Linked DNA regions of Lactuca sativa: region 2 is linked to region 1. The links are chromatin contacts, called in public Hi-C maps. All regions are on one chromosome and are shown on one strand. Each heading gives the region's core, a stretch centred on a gene start, on an enhancer-like site or on the middle of the called end of the contact. The rest is flanking DNA. Distances are from core to core; before and after follow the strand shown.

Region 1 (7,677 bases), core at 3,461-5,960:
TGACAAAATGCCATATTGAAATCAAATTCTAGGTGTTATGGAACAAAGAATTTAAACATCTCCCCCTCCCCTTGAATCTAAATTGCAGGTCTGGAGAAAAAAACGAGAACAAGGTTGAGTTTTGATAGACATTCTCATAGTTGTTAGCAATCAGATAATGGGTATATCACGTGATTTGTTAAATCAAATCATTAACTGTATAACCTTGATAACCCTTCTTTATCTAAGATGAATCAAACATCAAAAGGCTATTTGAAATGACCCAAATTTTTTTGTTTTAATATTACAATAAATCAAATCATCGAGTATCATATATATAAAAACCATGGAATGAGTAACTCAAATGTCATAGTAACTGTGTCAAAACAAAACAGTATCAATCATAATAATATCCGAAATAAACTCCCAGGATAAAACTGAAGTTGCGGTGTGTGCGATGCCATCATCCCGAGCTCTTCCCTTTGCTAGCGGAAGTACCTGAAACCAAAACTGAAAACTGTAAGCACGAAGCTTAGTGAGCTCCCCCAAACTACCACATACCATACAATAACACATAAACTACTATTGGACCTTGCCCACTGTATCGGACCGAAGTCCGGAAACTACATCGAACCGAAGTCCGGAACAGACCAGGGCCTTGCCTGCATCGGACCGAAGTCCGGAAACTGCATCAGACCGAAGTCTGGAACTGACTGGGACCTTGTCCCCTGCATCGGACCGAAGTCCGGAACTAACTGCATCGGACCGAAATCCGAAACTGACTGGGACCTTGTCTCCTGTGTCGGACCGAAGTCTGGAAACTGACTGAGCATAACATAGCATAGCATAAACATATCAACTAGCATAAACACATATACTGCATACTGCATCGGACCGAAGTCTGGAACACATAACATAAAGACATGCTTGAATCATAAAGACATCAAGCACACTAAACTACCGCATCGGACCAGAGTCTGGAACTACTGCTAACTAGACGGGCCGACATTGTGGCCGTAGACCCGTTCCTATTGGAAGGAAAACTCACCTCGGAACTCTGGCTGCTGAAATGCTAAACCCGAAACTGGATGACTGCTGCTCCGGAACTCCCCGGCTACAATTCCCATAAACACTAAATCAGATACCAAAAACTGAACTGAGGGTAAAATAACTATTTTACCCCTTGTCAAAGTCAACCTTCTGGTCAAAGTCAACATTTAGTTGACCAGACTCGTCGAGTTGGGCCGTCAACTTGTTGAGTCCCTTTACTCTCTTCTTATCCACTACTCGTCGAGTTTAGCAAAGACTCGACGAGTTCTTCTTCGATAATGACATCCAGTCTAACTTCATCTGACTCGCCGAGTTGTATGAACAAATCGTCGAGTCCATCCTCATCTCATGAACACGTCGAGTCTCTTCTTAAGGCAAGAAGATTGCTTTGGACTTGCCGAGCCAGGGCGTAGACTCGGCGAGTCCCTCGATTACTGAGTTCGTGTCCTATTCCACTGAGTCCACGTCCTACTCACTGATTCCAATCGTAATCTCTCAAAGGGATAAATTTGGGGACTCGCGACTCGACTCGTCAAGTCCGATGAACAACTCGCCGAGTTGCTTGCATGACATAACAATATCGTTGATTTTTATCGATTCCAAGGCATTCAATTCATAGATCTGGGTTCCTAGAGTGGGTTTTACACGTAAAGTTTCCAACTTTACGTGCATGCATGCTCAAATGAGGATTAAAAGCCCTAAATAAGCCAAAAGTGTAGATCTAGGGCTTGCATGGACGTTTGGCCTAATAAAGCTGGTGAATCTGAGCTTCTGGAGCTCAAACATAACTAGATCTGATGTTCTTCTATCTCTACATGCCCCCCACTCACTAGTAGCTCTATAAAGGGCCCAAAAAGTGATTAGATTAAGCTTTTATGGAGATTCAATTGAAGGAACAACAAGGGTTCGAGTTTTAGTACCTCTATATGCTCTGAATTGACCCCCAAAAGCCTGGATCTTCTTCTTCTCCTTTGGATCCTGCTTCCTTCTCCTTCCAAAACTTCAAAGAGCACAAAACACTCAAGGCAGCTTAAAGAATTGCTAGGGTTTCATATAGGACTCTTTGTGGGTGAGGGAGGCCGGTCCTGGGGCACATAAGATGTTTAAATAAGGTGCAAACCCTTGAGATTAGGGATTCATCCAGACAGGCGGACTCGTCGAGTCCCAGCATATGGACTCGTCGAGTAGCCAACTTAAACCGTGTGCAAATCCCGACTCTACTCGACGAGTCGGGCTACATACTCGTCGAGTACCCCATAAGAAAAGAAAATTACTTAATTTAAATTACATACCAGAAATGGGGCGTTACAACTCTCCCCCACTTATCTTAGACTTCGTCCTCGAAGTCTGCTGCTGCTGAATCTGAAAATAACTCTGGATAATGCTCCCTCATCTCCCCCTCGGTCTCCCACGTCCACTCTGAACCCTTTCGATGTCGCCACTGCACCTTCACTAACTGAACCACCTTGTTCCTCAAGGTCTTTGTCTTCCGATCTAAGATCGCAACTGGTCTCTTGATATAATTCATGTTGCTATCAACCTGAATATCCTCCAAGGGTACAACTGCTAACTCATCCACCAAACACTTCCTTAACTGAGAAACATCAAAAGTGTTGTGGATCTGGCTAAGCTCTGCCGGAAGATCCAACTGATAAGCAACCGGACCCACCCGGGCCAAAACCCTAAAAGGACCAATGAACCTGGGGCCCAGCTTGCCCCTCTTCCAAAACCTGATAACACCATTCCAGGGTGATACCTTCCGGAGGACCATATCGCCCACCTGAAACTCCAAGTTCGAACGCCTCCTGTCAGCGTAACTCTTCTGCCGACTCTGCGCAGTTTGCATTCTGCTACAAACCTGCTGGATCAACTATGTGGTCTTGAGCACCACCTCGGTGCTCCCAATGACTCGCTGACCGACCTCGCCCCAACAAATCGGGGTCCTGCACTTCCTCCCGTAGAGCATCTCGAAAGGAGGGCGGTCAATACTAGCGTGGTAACTGTTGTTATACTAAAATTCCGCTAGTGGAAGATACGTATCCTAATTACCACCGAAGTCTAGGACACATGCCCGAAGCATGTCCTCGAGAGTCTGAATCTTCCTCTCGCTCTGCCCGTCCGTCTGGGGGTGGAAAGCGGTACTGAAATGGAGACGAGTGCCCATCTCGTCATGAAACCGCTTCCAAAACCTGGAAGTAAAACGGACGTCTCGGAAATCGGTAGACAAGTACTTCTTGGATTTAGAGGAGCCGGAGCAATAAGAGTCATGTTTTTATATTCTACATACTTTTGGTGTAATTAAAACAAGTTTCAGATTGATGTAAACATTTTTCATATATATATATATATATATATATATATATATATATATATATTAATTGTAATGGTTGTGTTACTATGATTGCTATTGTACAATGGTTGTGATGCTAAACATGACGTCCTCCACCCTGGAACGATTCTGCCATCCTGGTTTCGGGGGTGTGACATCTTGCCTCTGCCAAAATTTGATACAAGATGGTTTGTTCTGGTGGGAGGTTGCTTGATCAGATGTAGGAAGATGGTTTGTTTTCAAAGCAAAAAAAATGAAGGAAGTGATTTTGCTCTTAAATATTGTCATGCATTGAAGGTCGTGTATGAAGCCGCTAAATCTTTTCGGCTAATGGTTTGATGAAGTTTGCTGATTTTGGGTTGGCTGCTAGAATATGGTATTTTGTGATTGTTACATTTGTACATGTGTTAATTGTTCTTGTCATGTAAATTTAGTAAATTCATTGGTTATATATGCACTTTGATTAGAGTTTGGACTAGATTGGCGTAATGTATTTTATTAATTTATATGTGGAATAGAGCTATGAAGCTCCATACAATTGGATTGAAAACTTGGAGTTATGTAATGTAAGTATGGTTCAATATGATTTTATTGGTTATATAAGCACAAAACAAAACAAAACGGTAAAATAGTTATATTCAACATTTAACACACTTAGTCAGAGAGGTAATCAAACATATAATTTCAGTAAGAAGCAGATCCAGTCAGAGCTTCAAACTCAGTCATGCCTCTAACTTAGTCAGATATAACTCAATTAGCAAGTATCAAACAACCCATTAGTTTATTATTGCCGGTCCTAAGTTGGATAAATGAGGAGTGTTTATAACATTGAGTATAGTAAATGCTAAAGGGGCCCAAATTTTTTATTCGCTTAGAGCCCCCAAACTGGTTGAGCCGACCCTGCCTGCATGTCGTCTGCAAAGAATGTTTGATGACCCTCCATTTACTACTTAATATTGGATCAATTAAACACTTGAAAAACATGTATAGAAATCTTTTGTATGTTTTTGTGTAACAATTCATTTTCTAATAGGTGTTGGTACCATCTCTAGAAATTTTTTGTATGTTTTTGTGTAACAATTCATTTTCTGAATCAACAAGTTAGTGTTAGAATGTAACGAGAAAGCTTAACGAATTGTGAATGCTCTTATTGCAAAATTCGTAACCTTCTTGTATCTTAAACCTACTTATTGTATATCTTAGTTTATTAAAAACTACAGAAATTAATTTTCATGATATAAAACTTACATGCCTTCAGTCGTAGGTCCAATTAAGTTCTTAAGCTATAGATCCGGAACGGATCCGGTTCGGGTTCATACCAAATTGCCACGAACAAAAGGCAGCGTTAGTAACCTAGACCGGCCAAAACACAAACACCCAACACCATTTCTGCTCCGATCCCGTCAACAAGAGGAAGAGATTACACCATCGCCATGAGTTCGGCAGCTCGGAGAACCGGAGGACTATTCGAAGGACTATACAAAGTCCTTATGCGCCGTAATTCTGTCTACGTCACTTTCGTTATCGCCGGTGCTTTCGTCGGTGAACGGGTTAGCGCTCCGATCCATTCTAATCTTATATATATTACACATACGCATACATATTCCTCGATTCTGTTTTCCGTTAGATTAATAGGTTCTCAGGTTTGAATTTTTAATGTCCATAGAGTGGATTGTTGTCGCCCTAGATCTGATTTTGTTGTGGATCATTAACTTTCATCTACGAATCACTTTCTTTATCCTAATTTAATCGATTTGTTTTGTTTCCACAACGTCTGACTCCATCTCATTTTCTTCATCCATGTTATTTAGAATTTCGAAACGTTGGAGCAAAGCATTTTGCTTGCGTCTAGGAACTAATTCATAGATTTGACCTATAGATTAAGGAAATAAACATCTTAATACGTTGTAAAGATAGATATATCATATTGTAGCATTGAATCTATGATTTTAGGTTAAGGAAAAAAAACAACTTTTAGCTGAAACTACCTTGATTGCCTTGATGATTATTATGGAGGAACATTTCGGGGAACAAATGTAGGGTTTTGACATACAGTGCCATATGGTTTTGCCTTTGATTATCGAAATTACAAATGGGATATCAACATAAATGACTTAAATGAGAGTTCTTTTTTTTAAAGAATGGTGCCCTAAAAATGGTGGTTTAGTGAATTACATGTGGTTTATCAAGAAAGATAACAAAATAATGTGATTTAGTAATGGAGTTGTTATGATTTATGTGTTTCAGGCAGTTGACTATGGAGTTCATAAACTCTGGGAGAATAACAATGTTGGGGTAATGTCCAGTTTTATTTATTTTGTATGATAAATATTGTGAATTCTTGTGTTTTTTTTTTTTTATTATTTTTTTTTTGAATCTAATATTTTAGAGATATTCTATTTATGCAGAAACGGTATGAGGATATTCCTGTTTTGGGACAGAGGCCAACTGAATGAAGTGGGCATCAAATGTGATTTTTATTTTGTTCATCCTATTTTGGGATATTTGAAAGGATAAATTGTATGAATCTTGATAATAAGTGATGATATTTTTTTTGGGACAAACTGGTTGTGGTATTACCAGAATTAGATCTTTCAACTTTGAAGAGAAGGCAATTCTCATGATTTGTTTGAATTTTGGTCTAATTAATTTATAAAATTCCTGTTGCAATTTCTTAATTAGCTCTGGATATATTAGACATTAAAAAAAAAATGTGAGTCCAAAGTCAAAACTAGGTGATTTCCTACATATGAAAATGGGAATACAAGCAATGGTAATAAGTGGGAAAATATTGCAAACTAAAAGCATGAAGCATGTTCCAACAATACAAGCTAAAATGATAAACCTACATAGCAAGGACAACATTTAAAATGAAGCTAGTGAATAAGACTACTTCTAAACACCCTCTTATCTAAGTTTATATTTTCATAATTCTAAGTCACTCATTTTAGTGTAACCTCATAATATCTTATTAGACGTGGATATCGACAGACTTTTTAGACCGGCCTAAAAAAGGACCTAAATAGGTCCTGATCTAGGACTAGGACCGGTCTAAGTCTGAGCAGTCTAATTTCGATCTAAACATGTCGGTCCCTTTATTTAACTATCAATCGGTCTTAAAGCGGGTTCAAGTCAGCATGAGTCGGTCCCTGATATCAAAATAACCAATCGTGGTCCCCATGTTTAGCTATCCATCGGTCTTAAAGCTGAAGCCTAAATGAAACTTAACTTCCCTAAGGCTAGAGGGAGTGGAAGCGATTTCAACCGCGAGTCCGCCACATCATCACCCAAAACACCATCCCCTCGCTGCGGTTTCTACCGCACATTCTCTCTCTTCACCCAAATACTACCGCACTCCCCATTCTTTCTCTCCTCCTTTATTTGATTTCTCTCTCCTCTCTCAACCAATCATTTTCTTTCTTTTCTTTTTACTTTTCTCTTTCCTAGCCAGTCTCTCACTCCCTTGCTATGGTATCATATTGATGAAATGAGAAAAAATATGAGTTGGCATCTACGTGACATAGGAGGGAGTGCGGTTTCAGTGGCACCACTCCCTTGCCTAACAGGCGAGCATATTGATGGCAAATTGCTAAGTCCTTCTGTTTTAATCACAAGTTTCTCTTCTCTCATTCTTCTCGATGTGGGATGACTTCTTTCTTCACAATAAAGATCATCCTTATATTTAGTCTAATTTCTTAGTTATTAAAAACATCTATCATTGTATTTATTAAACATCAAACATCATCCTTGTGTTTAAATTAATTCATTCAATCAACATCATCATCATAACGGAGAAAAACAATGTTAAATCGTAAAAGCCAAAATCCGGCCGAAAGACATGAATCCAAACTGAACGACCACGAGGCCAAACTGGTTTAGACCGGAAAAAGACTTAGGCCTCGTTTGTTTTTCTACAAAAGTACTTTTTGAGCAATTTTTCCTTCTAGCGCGTAGACGTTTCGTAAGTGCACGTCTTCTTCCGCAAACTTGGAAAAACACAAAAGACATTTAACCACTTCCAAAACAAACATCACCTTAGACTCTGATCTTTCTAAAGACCAAAAAAAAGCATCGACCTGAGATCTGTTTTGTATGCGTCTATATGAATTTAATGGACATATCCAGATCACCATAATTCATTCTCGATTAATTTCTTGTAACCGCTCTTAGTTCCAATGAATTTTAATTTTTTGACTGACACAAGTCCCGCAAAAGGATTAGGGCATGTTTCATATTTGAAGTAACTATGTGTAGGGGTGAGTGCGGTGCGGTTATTAGCCAAAACCTCACCACTAACCGCAAATGCGGTTAATCCATTT
Region 2 (7,677 bases), core at 1,620-4,119, 190 kb after region 1:
TATACTCTCATGAATCGGAATAAAATACGCGCTCTTGGTCAAACGATCCATAATGACCCATATCGAATCTACTCCATGCGCGGTCCTAGGAAGCTTTGTGAAAAATTCATGGTGATGTCTTCCCATTTCCATACAGGAATCTCCACCAGGTGCATCTTGTCGTGAGGATGCTGATGTTCGGCCTTGACATTCCCGCAGTTTAAGCACCGCTACACGTACCATGTCACATCCTATTTCATTTAGGGCCACCAATAATTAGGATAAAGATCCATATACATCTCTGTCCCCCTGGGATGGATGGAGAACCTCGACTTGTGAGCCTCCTCCATCAGAATCTGGCGTACACCGACCCAGTACAGAACCTAGACTCGCTGATGCAGAGTCAACAAACCACGACTATCATAATAGAAGGAAGCCACCTTCCCCACAATATGCTCACTTTTCCGATGCTCTTCCTCCATAGCCTCAACCTGTGCCTCCCGAATCCGCTCCAATAATGGAGTAATCACAGTCATCCTCAAGCATATATCTCTGATCGGAGCCGCAACCGCCTTGCGGCTAAGAGCACCGGCCACCATATTGGCCTTTCCCGAATGATAAAGGATTTCACAATCATAGTCCTTCACCGCATCTAGTCACCGACATTGCCGCATATTCAAATTTGGTTGGTCCATCAAATACCTCAGGTTCTTATGGTCCGTGTAAATAGTACAACAAAACCCATAGAGGTAATGCCGCTAAATCTTGAGGGAAAAAACCACGCCCCCAACTCCAAGTCATGCGTCGAATAATTTGCCTCATGAGTCTTCAGCTACCTCAAGGCGTAAGCGATCTCGGACCTCTCTACATCAACACCGTCGCTAATCTAAAGATCGAGCATCACAATAAACCACGGAATCATCGACACCCTCCGACAGGGTCAAAATTGGCGCCTCACACAACTGCTGTCTAAAAGTCTCAAAAGTTGCCTACTGCTCAAGCCCCCAACAAAATGTAACTGACTTCTTTGTCAGTCGGGTCAAAGAAAAAGCTATCTTGGAGAAATCCTAGATAAATCTACAATAATAACCCACCAAACCCAGAAAACTTTGAATCTCAGATGAAGACCTTGGAACCTACCACTGCATCACGAGCTCAACCTTGGCTGGATCCACCAAAATACCATCTTGGTTGACAAGGTGCCTAGAAACTACACCTCATGCAACCAGAACTCACACTTTGAGAACTTTGTGAAAAGTCTCTCCCTCATCAATGTCTCAAGCACTTCCCTAAAGTGCTAATCGTGTTGCTCCTGAGTCTTGAAATAAACCAATATATCATCAATAAATACTATCATAGACAGATCCAACATCGGCCTACACACACGGTTCTTGAGAACCATGAACGCGGCTGGAGCATTGGTGAGCCCAAAAGGCATCACCACGAACTCGTAATGACCATAACGAGTTCGGAAAGCTATCTTTTGCACATCCTCAACCCTAATCCGCATCTGATGATAACCCGATTGTAAATAAATCTTTTAGAACCAAGATGCACCTTGAAGCTAGTCATAAATATCATCAATCATCGGGAGTGGATAACGGTTCTTCATCGTTACCTTGTTCAACTCCTGGTAGACGATACACATATGATGAGACCCGTCATTCTTCTTCACAAATATAATCGGTGCTCCCCAAGGCGAACTGCTTGGTCGAATAAATCCTTTGTCAAACAGCTCCTGCAGTTGTGTAAACCCGCCCTTCTTCTTCACAAACATAATTGGGTGCAGAGACAGTGAAACAGGCAGAAGACACGTCGTTTTTGTCACTGCAAAGTCATCGGCTCCAAATTACCTGTTATTGAAGCCAACTCAATACCGGCCATTGTGCATAAACATGTTGGGAATTTATTGTATATATAGCATATGGTAAATGATAAATGAGATATACATGGAAAAGAATATATAAATAAACCGAATAAATACAACTATATGAAAAATCTAACAAATACTTTTTCCATAAAAAACATAAACATGACAAGTTATATTTACATGTATTTCGTAAGAAACCTCATGCACATGTATAAACATATAAACCCAAAATGGAAATATCTCAATTTATTGAATTTTGTTAATAGATAACATTATTCACCATGTGCATCTTTATTTACTCTCATATCAACCATATTATCATAATCACATCCTTATTTAAGAAACCTCATGCACACGTATAAACATATAAACCCAAAATGGAAATATTTCAATTTTATGAATTTTGTTAATAGAAGAACATTATTCACCATGTCCATCTTTATTTACTCTCATATCAACCATGTTACCATAATCACATCCTTATTTTTTCTCAATGACCCAAACATAATGATATTAAATATTAAATAAAATTAATAAATATAATATAACATATCTATGGTAGTCAACAAAATTATAATCCTTTCTCTAGGTACAAGTTGTACTATTTGCATGTATACTTACTTGTACCTATTCCACTCATAAAGAATATGGTAAATTCTGAACGTGAAACAAAGACCTCCTTCATGAAATAAAACCTTGTCTTATTTACTTTTCTATTGGCTTAAAAGCTAAACTTTTAATCATATTTTAATTAATAATTACTTTGTACTTGTGATACCCTGAGAAGCCCAAAAATACAACCAATAAGAAAACGTAGGCGGTTAGAGAGTGGAATAGGAGTCAGTGATTTCTAGTGGGTTCCTGCCAAGACATTTTCTTCATTTCTATATACAAAACAAAAAAATATTTAAATTCAAAAACATTTGTTTATTAATTTCTACTTTGTCTTCAAACCCCACAAATTTTTTTATATTTTCTTGAAGTATTTTATTCATTTATCGTTTGTCTTCAAACCCCACAAAGAGAAGAAGAAAGGGGATATGTTGCAAGGACAAGATTTGTGTACTAGCCTATATGAGCTTCAAAATCTGTTGATAAATTAATTTATCAAAGTAAAGGAAACCCTAGCGAACAATCAAACCAGGTTTCTTCATAAAGAAGGTGAAAGAAAGAAGATTAAGACCCCATGAAAGATGAGATCAAAAGTTGAAATGCCAAAAGAGAGACAGAAAGTATAGAGATTAGAGAGAGAGAAAGAGACATATTTGAGAAAAAGACTCGTCCTTTCTATAGTGGCTATTCAGATGTTACCTTGATATGATAGCTTTGATCCTCTTCTTCTTCTTCTACTTCAACAAAGAACTCAAAACAGTGAGTCTTTTTGTAATTTTTCTTAAACCCTTTTGAGAGTTTGTGAATTATTTATGTTTTTTTTACATGGGTTTTTGTTTATTTAACAGATTTTATAAATCTTGAATCAAAAATGGCGTGAACGAAAGCTTTGCATGGCGAGTCACCGAGTTGGAGAGACTGGTTTGTCAGACTCAGGACCTTCACACCATCACCATCACCACCAACACCTGCCATACTCTGTTTTTCCTGCCTTTAATCCTCCTAACACATCCTTCATGTACAAATTTCATAATCTTTTTTTTTTTTTTTTTACAATTTATCCAAAAATTTCGATCTTTTGGACGTTTTTTGACATGGGTTTCATGAAAGATTCAATCTTTTTTCGTTACATGACGTTACCCTCTGTTTTCTTGACATTTTTTTTTAAATTTCTTCATTCTTTTTTCAGTAATCAAGAAGGGTCATCGTTTGATTTTGGAGAGCTAGAAGAAGCTATTGTGCTTCAAGGTTACAACAAGATCCATGGTGATGAAACCAAATTACGTATGGTTTTAATTTTGAATTCTTTCTTTCTTTATTCTTCTTTTTTCTGACGTTTGCTAAAAGCATAACAAACTACACCCTCAAGAACACACACATAGTAGTATGTGAGTAAGAAAAAAGGGTTTGAAAGTGTCAAAAGAAAGGGATTAGGTATCCCTTTTCTACCCACTTCAAGCTTCTTGAATGTGTGATTTTGTTTTGTGTTTTTGTTTTGTTTTTAAGTTCTTGAAGGCGATTGATTCTAAAAGATTTTTTATTTTAATTGTTGTGATTTTGTTGCAGCTTTATACACAACAGTACCAAGGCCAGCAGCTACTCTGGACATGTTCCCTTCTTGGCCTATGAGAGTTCATCAAACCCCAAGAGTAGTTCTTTTTTGCCTTAATAACTTATCTTTGACCATTTCTTTATGCCATTTTATTTCATTCTCTTAACTACTAAAAAACAATTTTCAACTTCATTATCTCTCAACAAGTCATCCCCTTTTTGTACCCAATCAATCAATTTCATTTTCTTGTCCAAAATTGAGTCTTTTAAGGCATTTTTGTGATAAAAAACGTGTTTCTAAGTTAACCAAGATGTTTTTTTTAGTTTATCTTGTCAAAAATTGAATCTTTATGACATTATTAGCTATTTTTTCATAGTTTCTCACATACCCATTTTTCAAAGCGTAAATTTTTAAGCTTTATTTTGTAGTTATCTTTATGCAAATTCAAGATGAATTTTTATCCTTATTTTGTCCAAACTCGAATTTTTAACACTTAAAGTTTTTAACTTTCATATTTTCTCACATACCCATGTTTCAAAGATTGCATTTTTAACCTTTGTGATTTAATACAAACAGATTCAAGATTATTTTGTCCAAAGTCAAATCTTTAAGACATTTTTAGCTTTCTTTCATGGTTTCTCCCATACCCAATTCTCAAAGATTACATTTTGAACCTACGTATGTGATTAAATACATCTTTAAACACATTCAAGATGAATTTTCCATCTTATTTTGTCAAAAACTAAAATCTCGAACACATTTTATCCGTTTTCATCACTGTTCTCACATACCCATTTCTCAAAGATCAAAATTCTAACCCTATTACTAAAAACATCTTTAAGCAAAAGTCGCAATGAATTCCAAATACCCACAAAGTAATTTTCTTAACTTTTTCCGTTTTTGGGTTTCGAAAAACAGGGGAGTAATTCAAGTACAGATTCAGGGTCAGCAGTAAATGTTGCAATTGCTAGTAAACCAGAGTCTCATTCGCATTTAGAACCAGAATCACCAATCAGCAGTAACAGTAAAAAAACATCTTCAAATCCACAACAAGATCAACATCAACAACAACAACAACAAGCTATTTTTCGTCAACAATTACAAAATCTTCAAATTCCAACACAAAATCTTGAAATGGAAAGTGAAGGTGGTAGTCCTGTTACGACAGGAGGATCATCACATTCTCAACAAACTCCAAAACCCTTCTCAGAAAAGGTTCGTTTTTTATCACCTTCTTTTTGTCTTTATATCGATAGATAATTTTTTTTTCGATATACCCATTTTATTAGGAGCAATATGTTAATCTTTAAATCGGGTAAATGTTACGTATTCCCTAGTTTAGGCCCTCTCAATATGGCGTCGTTTAATGAACTTGGCATTAAAACTTACCAAACATTATAAATGAAGTTAGAAATGAATGTCAATGTAGTCAAATATCCCAACAAACTAATAAAAAGATCGAGAAGAAGTCATTGTTTTTCAGATATGGTTCCCTGACATGTGTAAGAGTGTGTGATAGAGCTAGAGAGAGAAAAGATAAAAAAAAATATTTCGTGTAATTTTCATTTTCATTTTCATTTTTATCTTTAAAATTGTGATTTTTAATTACATTTTATTAATTAATAATCGTACTCACTACTCCCAAAAACTGTGGTTTTTACATTGTTTTCTTTTTAAGGTAATGATTACTCAAATCCCCATAACTTCAGTTTAACTCTTTACCTTTCTTGGAGCTCTACTCTTTTATTAAAATGAATCATTTTTATCATATACCCACATTGAAATAGCAAAAACATTTAAAATAATCACAAAGATTGTAGTAAAAAAGTACAAAAAAACCACCCTAACCCCATCTAGAAAATGTGGTAATTTTCCTCTTCCACTAAAAAATAAAAATATAAAAAAGGAGTAATTTTTACTCTGTGCTTGATTTTGATGCAGAAAAAGGGAATTGGTTCGACATCAGAGAGAACACTGGATTCGAAGGTTCTTGTAGTTGTATAAATACACACATATAATTATAAAAGTATCAAATATCGCGAAAGATATACGATTTTAGACAAATTATAGATGTATAAGAACCCAAAATTAAAAGCATCGTTCTTGATATTTCTTTTCCAATGTTATCTTGAAATTGTCGAATTTAGTGTTTTCATTGAATTTGTTTACAGACATTGAGACGCTTAGCTCAAAACAGAGAAGCAGCAAGAAAAAGCAGACTCAGAAAAAAGGTTTCTTGATTCATCAAACTATCATCACTTTCCCTCATTTTCATAAAAATCATGGGTTCAAATCCCAATTTCACAATCATAATCATCGTTTCAAATCCCAATTTCACAATCATAATCATCGTTTCGAGTCCCAATTTTTCACCATTCACTTTATCCAGGCATACGTTCAACAGCTAGAAACAAGCAGAATACGACTAACTCAACTCGAACAAGATCTTCAACGTGCTCGATCGCAGGTTTTTCTCGTTTAATTTTTCAATTCTAGAAGTGGGTCGATCTTTTCTTTAATTATTAAATTGTTTTATTGACGAAATCGATTGTACTATTAGGGTTTGTTCGTGGGTGGTGGAGGCGCCGGAGGGAACCTTAGCTCCGGTGAGTCTTTAAATAACCAAAAATTAAGAAAATATTAATCGGTATTAACATAAGGGTATGATCGTGTGTGTGCAGGTGCAGCAATGTTTGATATGGAATACACGAGATGGCTTGATGAAGATCAAAGACACATGGCTGAATTACGAAAAGGGTTGCAATCACATTTATCAGATGGTGATCTTAGGGTTGTAGTTGATAGCTTTGTTGCACATTATGATGAGATTTTCCGGTTGAAAAGTGTGGCGGCTAAATCCGATGTGTTCCACTTGATTAATGGCATGTGGACTACCCCGGCGGAACGATGCTTCCTTTGGATGGGCGGTTTTCGCCCTTCTGAACTTATCAAGGTAACCTGTTGTTATTCTGTTGTTATTCTGTCAGATGAGATTCTGTCTAGCTGATATGAGATATTAAGACACGTGTCATATGAGACAATTAACACATTTGCTAAACCCTAATCGTGTTTAGCTAATATAAGACACTAACACATGTTTATTGATATGAGTATATTACACGTGTTAAAAAGTTGACTCTTAAACAATGTTAGTTAGATATAAGGACCTATAAATTTCAAAAAGGATAGAAGGTGGAATGTAACATATATAGAGACGGTTTAATATTGTGCTCAGTGTGACGCTAACATTCTAAAACATCTTATTATCAAGATTTTGTATGTTTATTTACATTATTTTAATTTTTTTTGTTAGATGTTAGCGATTCAATTGGATCCGCTCACAGAGCAGCAAGTTGTGGGGATTTATAGCCTACAACAATCCTCACAACAAGCGGAAGAAGCTTTAACACAAGGTTTAGATCAACTACATCAGTCGTTAATCGACACTATTGCTAGTGGGTCTGTAAATGATGGGGTCCACCATATGGCGGTTGCACTAGGAAAACTTACTAATCTTGAAGGCTTTGTTCGTCAGGTAAACAAAAAAATAAATATTATCATTTTTATGTGAAAATATGTTACTTATATGATTACTTTTAATAAAATATATACGCTTGACATTTTCTTCAAAATTTTGTCAAGACCTAAAAATGTTACTATCAAT

What was found. Hi-C and Micro-C count contacts between places; a contact is called where the count stands out from the background.
Region 2: a contact with region 1 is called in a Hi-C map of seed, with 2.9 times the contacts expected there. The contact joins the promoter of LOC111905386 here to the promoter of LOC111905384 in region 1. A contact is called at or near these places in 3 of 4 Hi-C or Micro-C datasets (leaf and seed).

The regions. Positions count from the first base shown.
Region 1 is chr6:55,816,862-55,824,538 of Lsat_Salinas_v11, forward strand. LOC111905384 (cytochrome b-c1 complex subunit 9, mitochondrial) reads left to right here and starts at 4,711. Exons shown (of 3, transcript XM_023901081.2): 1 at 4,711-4,908; 2 at 5,606-5,653; 3 at 5,767-6,036. The coding sequence starts at 4,792. The coding sequence ends at 5,814.
Region 2 is chr6:56,005,251-56,012,927 of Lsat_Salinas_v11, forward strand. It overlaps LOC111905386 (transcription factor TGA9), which reads left to right and starts at 2,870. Exons shown (of 12, transcript XM_023901085.3): 1 at 2,870-3,220; 2 at 3,310-3,479; 3 at 3,651-3,745; 4 at 4,028-4,110; 5 at 4,932-5,228; 6 at 6,185-6,244; 7 at 6,403-6,480; 8 at 6,574-6,619; 9 at 6,695-6,966; 10 at 7,327-7,548. The coding sequence starts at 3,355.